Regions from separate parts of the Anas platyrhynchos genome. Here region 2 is linked to region 1. A link is a contact called in public Hi-C data. All regions are on one chromosome and are shown on one strand. Each heading gives the region's core, a stretch centred on a gene start, on an enhancer-like site or on the middle of the called end of the contact. The rest is flanking DNA. Distances are from core to core; before and after follow the strand shown. Region 1 holds the start of POU3F4 (POU class 3 homeobox 4). Region 2 has its middle 6.4 kb from the start of BRWD3.

Region 1 (5,066 bases), core at 1,661-4,160:
TCTGCTTGCTGAGCGATGCGGGGCTGGGTTTCAGCGTTAGTATCAGCGCCTCGGCGTACACAATGCAAACCTTAACTCCTGGCTCCAGAAACGGTTAAATTGCCCTTTCCCAGCCCCCACCCCCGTTATGATTGACTCTGTTTTTAAATTTGCACTTGTTCCCACCAAGCGCAATCTAACTCGTCCTGTCTCCGAAGTGAACTTGTGTTGAAGGTGAAGTTTTCAATATAGAGGTCATGACACCGAGGCACAGCTTACCGCTCCGAGCTTCATGCCGTATTAAACACAATCAAAACGAACCCCTTTCTGGCCATTTTTTTTTCTTTTTTTTTTTTTTTTTTTCTCCCTCCCGCAGACGAACAATGAGAAAACTCTCCAAAATATAATACCCCCGGCCCCGATGAAACCGTTCCCGGCGCTTCTCGGCTCGCTCCCCCCGAGCTCCCTACCCCGAGAGAGGCACCTACGGAGCCGGCTGGGAGCAGGCACCCCCGGGCCGGGGCTCGTAACGGGGCTGGGTGCGGGGGGCACCGGGGATCCCCCCCCCCCCCGCCTTCCTTCCCCCGCCGCAGCCGGGGCCGGCGCTGCCGCCGCCCCGCGGGCTGCGCTCGGAGGTGCCGCCGCCGCCAGCCCGGTGCCCACCACGGGGAAAAAGGGGATGGGGAAAAAAAAAAAAAGGGGGGGGGAAGGAAGGGGAAAAAAGGGGAAGAGGGAAAGGGGGGGAGGCTGCGCCCGGCCCCCGGCTGCCCCGAGCCGCTCGCGGTGCCTCCGCCGGGCGAGGGGACTCGACACAATTACAGCTCCTCCACTTCAAAGCCGGGTTTTCTCTATAGCGACTTCTAGCTGCCCCAAGACGGTAGGCTGCCTTCAGCTATTGTGTGATCTTTTTTCGTGCCAAAGATTTAGCAGAAAAAGTAGGTAGGAAGGCAAAGCGCCCGCCGGGGAAACGTGGGTCCCCCGAGCGCGAAGGCACCCGGAGCCAAAGGGCTGCGGAGCACGGTCCGGACCCCGAAACTTTTTTTACTTTAATGGGTTTCAGTCTATGAAAAATAAGTTACAAATTCTTGCAACAGTAGCTTTGCATGTACTTATTTTTCTCCCATGTCCAGACGGGGTCGTCTATTGAATAAGGCTCTTTTATTCTGCATGGGGCAGGGGATTTGTGGCCATGGTCCCCCTTTTATTCCTCTCTCTATGGAAACCCAGATCATGGGGAGAAATATGCGAGGCTGAATAAAGAAAAGCAGCAGAAAGGACCGCTTGAGAGCGGCATCTGTTACACTTGGGAAGTTAGACTGACAGGAAAGAGCTAAAGAAACCCTCTCCAGCAGATTAGTTAGAACAGCAAGAAGATTTAACTATATGCAGATAAAAACACTTTAAAATACGGCGGGCTCGCCCACGGGCGAGGTGCGAGCCCCTCGGCCGGGAGCGGAGCGCTGCCTTGCCCCGGTACAGCCAGCCCTGCGGCTCCGTGCCCTGCCAGGCACCGCCGGGACCGAGCGGCGGCTCCGCGCATCTCTTTCCACGGGCAACGGGATTTGAAAAATTGTTTCGGAAGTTCAAGTGCAAATTAATTTTAAATAATTTAGTTACGTTTTTATACAGCCTGGATTTTTTTTTTCTTTCCTTTCTTTCCTTTTTTTTTTTTTTTTTTTTTTCCGCGGGGTGATATTTATTTCGCGAAGCTCGTGCAGGCGGAGAGAGGGCGGGGGGGGGAGGGATGGAAAAAAAAAAAAAAAAATAGAAGAGGCGAGCAGAAAGCCGCGGAGCGCCCATAGAGCTCCGTGGGTGCCCTCCCCGCCGTGCCCAGCGCCTCCGGCGGGCCGGGCTCGGCCGGGCTGGGCTCGGAGCCCCTCTCGCAGGGCCATTTGTCACCCCTGACCTCCCGGCTGACCCCTCCCGCAGCACTCCGAGCGCCTCCCGGCTACCTGCAAACTTTTCTCCGAGCCACCTCGGGCCCGCCGAGGGGACGCGGCCGGCAGCGGGCGGCCCGGGAGCGGCGGCGGAGACCCCCCCCCGGCCCCGGCCCCTCCTCCCCCGGGCCCCGGTGCCCCCCTCCCGGCCCCGGAGCCCCCCCCCCCCGGCCCCGGAGCTGCCCCGGCCGCGGCGTGCCCGAGCCCCGGGGCTCGCTGCCCGCTGCGGGGCCGGGAGCGGCGGTGCCCGGCTGCGGAGGAAGCGGAGGAGCGCTCACCTTGGGTCTAGCTATTTGCTTGACTTTTTTTTTTTTTTTTCCTTCAGATCTGTCTTCCCAGAGAAACTAATGCCTTAATGACTTTCGGCTAGCTGCAAGCCTTCTTTTATTTCTGCTAAATATATGAAAATGTATGCAAATTTAAATCAAGCTTAACCTAGGAGCTCTTGCAATATATTTAATGGAATTTCAAACCAATAAGGGAACTCCGATGCAGCCCTCTGCAAGTGCAAACACAATTACGCAGCCAGGCTACCTCCGCGATTATGCAGGGAGAGGGCAGCCGCTAACTCCGGAGCCGGCCCGAGGTGCGGGGCCGGGGGGTGGGGGGGTTGCAGCGGGGCTCGGTGCCCCCCGGCAGCCCCGGGGCTGGGCAGGGGGCGCGGAGTTTCGCGGCCGCAGCGCTCGGGCAGCGCCTTTTGGGGCGATTTGGGGCTTTTTTCGTTGTTTGGGGACAACGGGCCGGGGAGGGGGGCGCGGGGCGGCCCGGGGGCAGCGCGGGGCGGGCACGGAGCGGGCACGGGGCGGGCAGCGGAGGGGTGCGGGGGGAGGTGGGGGGGGTACGGGGGGCACGGGGCCGGGCTTCTCCGGGGTGGTCCCGCCGCGCTGCCGCCGCTTAACCTGTGCGCCGCGCTGCCGGGCGCTAATGGCTCCGCATTTAAGCCGTGCCCCGCGCCCACCCCCCCCCCTCCCGGCTCCCCCCTTCCCCCCCCCCCCCCCTTCCAGCCCGCCCGCGGGGCGCAGCGCGGAAGGAGTTAAGCGGCGGGGCCGCGGCGCGGCCGCCCCCCGCAGCACGGCGGAGTGATTCACTTCCTGGCCGCGGCCCGCGCGGCTCCCCCTTCGCCCCGCCCCTCGGCGCCTCGCCCCGCCCCTTCTGAACGCCCATTGGCCCGCTCCGCGCGGGCCCGGCGGCGGCGCGCCCCCATTGGGCGGCGCGGCCGCCAGTCGCGTTGCGGCCGCTGCCCGGGCCGCCGTGCCGGTGGATGTCAAAGGCTGCGGCGGCGGCGGCGGCTCAGTATAACTCGTGGGGCTGCGCGGCGGCCATGGCCACAGCCGCCTCCAACCCCTACAGCCTGCTGGGCGCCGGCGCGCTCGGCCCCGCCGACGGCGCGGGCATGCAGCAGGGCGGCGCGTTCCGCGGCCCGCAGAAGCTGCTGCAGGGCGAGTACCTGCAGGGCGTCCCCGGCGGCGGCGGCGGCGGCGGCGGCGGTGGAGGCGGCGGCGGGGGGCACCCGCTGGGGCACCACTGGGTGACGGGCCTGGGAGACGCCGGGGCCTGGCCCGCCGCCGCGCTGGCCGGGGGCCCGCTGGAGCAGCCCGACGTGAAGCCGGGCCGCGAGGACCTGCAGCTGGGCGCCGTGGCTCACCACCGCTCGCCCCACGTCGCGCACCACTCGCCCCACGCCACGCACCCCGGCGCCTGGGGGGCCAGCCCCGCGCACAGCGCCGCGCTGGGCCCCGCCGCGCAGCCCCTGGGCGCCTACCCGCAGGCCGGCTTCGCGGTGGGCGGCATGCTGGAGCACGGCGGCCTCACCCCGCCGCCCACCGCCGCCGCCGCAGCCGCCGCAGCCGCCGCCGCCGCCGCCGCCGCCGCCGCCGCGCAGGGCTTGCACCCCGGGCTGCGCGACGGCGGCGAGCACGGGGAGCTGGGCGGGCACCACTGCCAGGACCACTCGGACGAGGAGACGCCGACGTCGGACGAGCTGGAGCAGTTCGCCAAGCAGTTCAAGCAGCGCCGCATCAAGCTGGGCTTCACCCAGGCCGACGTGGGGCTGGCGCTGGGGACGCTGTACGGCAACGTCTTCTCGCAGACCACCATCTGCCGCTTCGAGGCCCTGCAGCTCAGCTTCAAGAACATGTGCAAGCTGAAGCCGCTGCTGAACAAGTGGCTGGAGGAGGCCGACTCCTCCACCGGCAGCCCCACCAGCATCGACAAGATCGCGGCGCAGGGCAGGAAGAGGAAGAAGCGCACCTCCATCGAGGTGAGTGTCAAGGGCGTGCTGGAGACGCACTTCCTCAAGTGCCCCAAGCCGGCCGCCCAGGAGATCTCCTCGCTGGCCGACAGCCTGCAGCTGGAGAAGGAGGTGGTGCGGGTCTGGTTCTGCAACCGGCGGCAGAAGGAGAAGCGCATGACGCCGCCGGGCGAGCAGCAGCAGCAGCAGCAGCAGCAGCACGACGTCTACTCGCACGGCGTCAAAACGGACACGGCCTGCCACGACCTCTGACCGGGGCTTAGCCGGGCGGCGGCCCCGCGGGCTCGGACCTGTGCACGCCGGGGGGAGCCGGCAGCGGCCCCCGCTGCCCTGCGGCCCCCCTCCTGCTCCCCCTGCCTTCCCCATCACCCCCTCCTCCTGCCCTCCTCGCCCCGTCCCTCCCCTCCTCGCCCCCCGCGGGCCGGAGCCGCGGCGGGGACCCGCGGACAAGGCTCGCTCTCGGTCCCCGCCGGGACGAAGGGGGAAAATAAATAAATAATAATTAAAAACAAACAAACAAAAATAAAAAACAACGAACTGCAAACGGAAAGGAAAAGAACGCGAAAACCGGAGGGAAAAAAAAAAAAAAAAGCGAAAACCCGACGACGAAAAAGGAAAGACAGATGTGTGCCTATGAATAACCTTCCAGCGCCTTGGTTATATCAGCTGTATTTCAGGTGAATCTGTTTTACAATAGACTAGTTTTGCATTTTTAAAGACTTCTATAGCGTTTTTAAATGTCTGAGGTGTTTTACTACAAACTGTACACAATATTTGTGACCTAATTTCTATCGGATCGAGCAGCCCAACCTTCCTCCCTTCCCCGCGCGCTGCCAATGTCACCGGGCGGGGACGGGACGGGGCAGGGCGGCCGCGGCCCTTCCTCCCCCCCCGTGCCC
Region 2 (5,061 bases), core at 797-3,296, 350 kb before region 1:
TTGATATTTCATGTCACTAGTGAGGACCCTGGTTCCCCAGCACAGCATCTCTCTATATGCGTGTTACTCCGCATAAATGGTACAGACTCAAGCTGTTTATGCCTTTTGATTAATGTACCCTTCTTTACCTGAAACAAGACATCACCCTTTATTTTCCAACACTGTCCATTACACGAGTTTAGAGCTGGGTTTTTGGCTGGGTTGTTTTATGGAATTACAGAGTAATTTAGGATGGAGGAGACCTCGAAGGTCATCCACTCGCCCTCCTGCGCAGAACAGGTCTGATGCTATCGGGCTGCTCAGGGCCTTGCCCAAGGAGGGAGGATTGCACAACCTGCCCGGGCAACCCAGCCAGTTCCAGTCCCAGTCTTTGGCCGTCCTCACGCTGCAAAATCGTTTCCTTATCTGAATTTCCCATGCTCCAGCTTGGCCCTGTTGCCTCTCGTCTTAATGCTGTAGTTGTGAGTAAATGCAAGTAAACAGAGTTTAGCTCTCTTTAATTTAACCACTAAATTAAATTATCTTCCCCTTGGTCGGCTCGTAGCACCAAGTGAGTGAGTCTCTCTTTTATTTATCGTTAGACTTGCCTGATGAGTCAAAGCCAGCCCGCTGCTTTGTAGCTTCAGCATGGTGTAAAAACATACCTGATGCAGTTTTGCCCAAACTGGACAGAAATGCAGCGTGGCTGATCAGATCAGCTGAGATTAGAGCCACGCAGGAGTGCTGGATTGCACCCAGACTGTACCTTTCCTCTTCAGGAAACGTGGATGGGGATGTGTGTGTCTGAACCCTTTTGGATTTAAGGACTGCGGGAAGTTAAGCGTTTGGGGCTTTTTTTTTTTTTTTTTTTTTTGAGTATTTTTAAATCCAACTTTTTTGTATGCATTCTGCTCATCTTGGGCCTTTCATGTGCAGCCAGGTGGGACACAAGGACACCAATTGTTCCAGCGATGAAATCTGAGGTTTTCTGTAACTGATAGGAAAATAAGTGCTGGTTAGGAGCAATTTAAGAATCGGTGCTTTGAACTGCAGTGGTAAGGAAATACAGGCATTGAAAAGTCAAGACTTTAAGATGATCTCCAAATGTGATAACCTCAAAATTAAAATTTTGCATCATGGCTTGTTTATTCTAAGGAAATACAGGTGCAAAATGATAAACAAAATAGGCACATTTGCTTGAGCACAGGGGTGCTTGTGCCAGCCACCACCCTGCCTTGCTGGAGAAATCTCCAAATTTCCACACATTCATACAGGATTTTCCTGACTACAGCTGTTAAATAACACCTAAATACCTGTTGGATATTACATAAGGTCTGCTCTCGGATTATTTTTTTGTCTATTTTTAAATATTCCAGGTTGATTTCACTGCTGCACCCCCCCAGCGAGCCCTCTAGATGGTGCTCGGCACCAAGAGGCGCCTCCAACGCCATCACAGACGCAAGGCTTTGGAGGGGACGACATCGCCTTTGTTTCCAAATTCTGCTTTAAAGCAATTCCTCGTTGGGCTGCTCGTTCCTCACGGTGTCAACGTGATGCCTCTTCCACCCGAAAACCTGAAACCCCTTCGCCAGATCCCAAAGGCCGCTTGGCTGGAGGCCTCTGGCAGCCTGCACGGCCTGGCTCGGCGGCCTGGCGGCAGCCATTAGCTGGCCTTGGCTGCTCCCTGCGTGCATCCCCGCTGCGCCTGGGGGGACTTCGATTTGCACTTTCCCAAGAAATGAACCCTCTCCGAGTGTCGTGTAAACGTTCCCGTCTCTATTTTACATACCCATGGATGTCAGATTTCGGATATGGGTGAAACGCGTGTGAAAAGGGGAGACAGCCGCCCGCGTAGCTCTGAGCTCTGTAAATAGGGCAGGTAAATAATGCCAGCGCCCCGGTCAAATCCGCCACGGCACCGCTGGATCTCCACGCGACACCCGAAAGTGCCTGCAACTCGGCAAGATCTCGTAGCAGGAAAATTCCTGAGAGCTGTAGGCGACAACGCAGCTTTCGTCATCGCTGGTTTTGCATTTGCAGTCGTCTGCGCCCGTGGCGAAGGGCCCGACTCTGAGCCTCCAAAGCCAGGAGCTCGGCTTTGGCTCGGGCTCCTGGGGGACAGCGCTGCACAAAGGGCTCTCCCCCAGAAACCCCGGCGTTCCCTGCCTAACTCAGCACATCCAAATCCCGCTGGATATTTTTTAAACAAATCTTTTTTTTTTTTTTTTTCAGGGCCTGATCCTGCGTTTTCGGCTCCTCCTGCAAGCGCCGAGCAGCGGAGGCTCTCCATAGCTTTGCAGTCTGGGCACACGGCGCCTGCCTGTACGGCTGGGAATTCATCACGGCTGTCCCCGCGTAGCTGGGTATGCAAATGGCACTGCCACGGCCTCAGCCAGGCAGATAACATACACAGAGCGATGCCTCCCTGTACCCCATCCTCTTTCTCTGCTATGTTGTCAGGGGGTGTGTGTTTTAGTTCTGTTTCTCAGTTTTACAGAAGTAATAGGTATTTTTGTGAAGGGGCCACCAAACTTCATCGATTTTTTAAAAGTACTGGGGTTTTATATTGAAAAAAAAAAAAAAAAAGTATAAAGACTTTAAAAATGTTTTTTATCTGTTTATCAATATCCATAAGATGTAAACATTGTAAAGAAGCTCATTAATACCTTTATAATGGTCTTATAACAAATAGAAATTAAATATAAATTACCGCATGAGGTGATGAATTAGAAAGCCGTCTTGTACAAGTTTGCCCACAGGAGTCTGAGTTTACAACAAATTTTCAGAGCCACCAATAAAACGAATGCTCCAGTCTGATGAGGAGGAAAATGAAATGGGTTCTGTGAGTCACTTCATAGCACCACCACGATGAAACCCAAACCAAATTAAAATTTGGAGGTGCAGAGGCAGGAAGGCAAGGGGTGTACCCGCTCTCCTAACCACTCGCCACCAGACACACGTGAATAAAACAGGGAGGATCCACGGCACCCTGCATCCTGGCTGTGTGTCAGCGGGGTGCAGGAGCCCAGGGTAAGCTCCCAAAGCAGAGCCTGGCTTCAGGACGTGCTTCCTTGGGGTGCTTCAGCTCTGTACCCCGTAACTTCCTTCAGCACCTCCTCAGGTCTGTGCTGCCAGGAGCAGCAGCAGCTGTTCCCCCTTCTCCACGCTGTTCAGGACCACGTTCCCTTTCAGGCTCTTCCCAATAAGAAAGTCCTACCCTATTTAACCCCACCCTATAAGGCAGCTCTCACAGAGCACTGCTACCCCCACCTTTTCTATCCCCACCTTTTCTATCCCCACCTTTTCTAGTGCTGCCGTGGCCATTTGGAGATGGGAGGTCTGAAGCTGCACCGAGTGTCGAGGCGGGGGCACCGCGGGGCCGTCTGCTGGCACAACAACACTTGTTGTTATTTGTTCTCCATTTCCTCCCTAATAATTCTTGATGGTCTGTTTGCCTTTGACTGCCTCTGAGCATTGTGCGTAGCGTTATGAAAATGTCAGCGCAGCGATGCCAGGATCTCCTCACTGAGTTGTGTTAGGTCAGAGCCCGTTTCCACATCTTGGTAGTTAAGGGTCCATCCCTTCCATTGGCATAATTTTGCATTTATCACAGGTCAGTTTCATTTCTCCTTCTATTCCCTTAATATCAAGCCTGATCCAGACAATGGGCTGCAAACCAGAGTTAAGTGGCCAGATCTAACTCTGTATTTGAGTGCTTCTCTAGAAGTGCTTCTCCTGGTCAGTGCTATTCCATCCTGGAATTTTGTAGCCCTTGATTTTATTTATTTGGCTTAAAGCCTTGTTTCCAGATCTTCAGTCTGGGGCATTTTCTCAGTTTTACCCCTTGTAAAGAAAGGCTTTGACATGGAAATCGCCATCAATTCCTCTGCAGAGAACAGCGACCTACACACTTCACTTAGATCTTGGACTTCCATCATTTAGTGGATGTGTACATTCTCCAACAGCCTCCCAGCTTCTGATCTTTGGAAATGTTCTCTTTTATTTTTATTTTTATTTTTATTTTGGCCTTAAATAATTAGGGCTTTAGATGCAGCTTGCTAGAATCTGTGTTTTCTCTGCCATCTCCATTTGAAGATGACTCACAGTTACAGGAGGTCCCTTAAAGCTTTTCTTGATAGAAAGAATAATTTAATTTAATCTCTGTTAAGTGTTTTTCAACACCTGCAAGTACATGCCCTTTTGGCTGTTCCCTTCCCTCTCCTTTACACCAGTAAAGAAAGCTTTTCTTTTGGGTGTATGAAGCCCATGAGTTTTGTACGGCTGAGTGATGTTCTAGATGAAGGCTAACCTGGAAAACCAGCGTTTGGGAGGTGAAGATGCAAAAGGCAAATGGCAGCCTTAAAGGCAGAATTGCAGCCACCAGTCTTTACTTTCACAAGGTGTTGTCGCAACCTTGCTGCTGAATAATAATAAGCAGAGAAGACAATTGCACATACTGTGTAGGCAAAAAAATAAAATAAAAACACATATTTTTGTTTTCCACATTCCTGGGCAGTTCCTTAAGCCCAAAGGAGTCCTGCCACGTTCCTGTTGAGGGTCTCCTCTGCTGGCTGGGATGTCTCTGTGGGCACCCTGCCTTCTTCTGTTCCTCTGGCAGTCCAGCAGCAATTTTGGACCTTGACCTCTCCTAAAAATCCTCCTACCCACTTGGCTTTGGTGCTGCTGCGTATCAGCCGTACCGGCCACTCTCCCCCTCGTGTTTGTGCTGCGTGTCTCTGCTGCTGAGCTGCTTCCAGAAAGGCCAAGGAACATCTCATGAGACACAGCTCACCCCTGGAAGGGGCACTGAGAAATCCCATGGGTGGCAGTGCCGGCCTCCTGGTGGAGGTTTATTCGCCCATCACTGAGCGCAGCTGGAGCAAACATCAGGAGGGAGCAAACGTCGGAGTGCTGGGAGCTGAGCAAGAGCAAAGGAATTCAGGCAGCACGGAGGCTCGTGAGATGCTTTTGGAGTCCGGTCTTGTGTTTCTTACCAACATTCCCTCCCTGTCAGGAGAAGAAAGCAAGAGGAGAAAAGCCCCAGCTGGAACTTTCGCCTTGCAGCAGTTTCACCCCGTTCAG

The links. Hi-C and Micro-C count contacts between places; a contact is called where the count stands out from the background.
Region 2: a contact with region 1 is called in a Hi-C map of liver, with 4 times the contacts expected there. The contact joins the enhancer-like site here to the promoter of POU3F4 in region 1. A contact is called at or near these places in 2 of 8 Hi-C or Micro-C datasets (liver and subcutaneous adipose tissue).

Annotation. Positions count from the first base shown.
Region 1 is chr10:22,825,162-22,830,227 of IASCAAS_PekinDuck_T2T, reverse strand. It overlaps POU3F4 (POU class 3 homeobox 4), which reads left to right and starts at 2,910. Exons shown (of 1, transcript XM_027465166.3): 1 at 2,910-5,066. The coding sequence starts at 3,178. The coding sequence ends at 4,419. It overlaps LOC110351317 (a long non-coding RNA gene), which reads right to left and starts at 2,844. Exons shown (of 7, transcript XR_011811795.1): 1 at 2,195-2,844.
Region 2 is chr10:23,172,041-23,177,101 of IASCAAS_PekinDuck_T2T, reverse strand. No RefSeq gene overlaps it. Among named protein-coding and RNA genes, the nearest start is that of BRWD3, 6.4 kb to the left of the region's middle. Within about 2 kb of position 2,046, at least 5 of the 8 cell types and tissues checked have an H3K27ac peak or open chromatin away from gene starts, as enhancers often do. A contact at or near this core is called in subcutaneous adipose tissue, where this site is marked.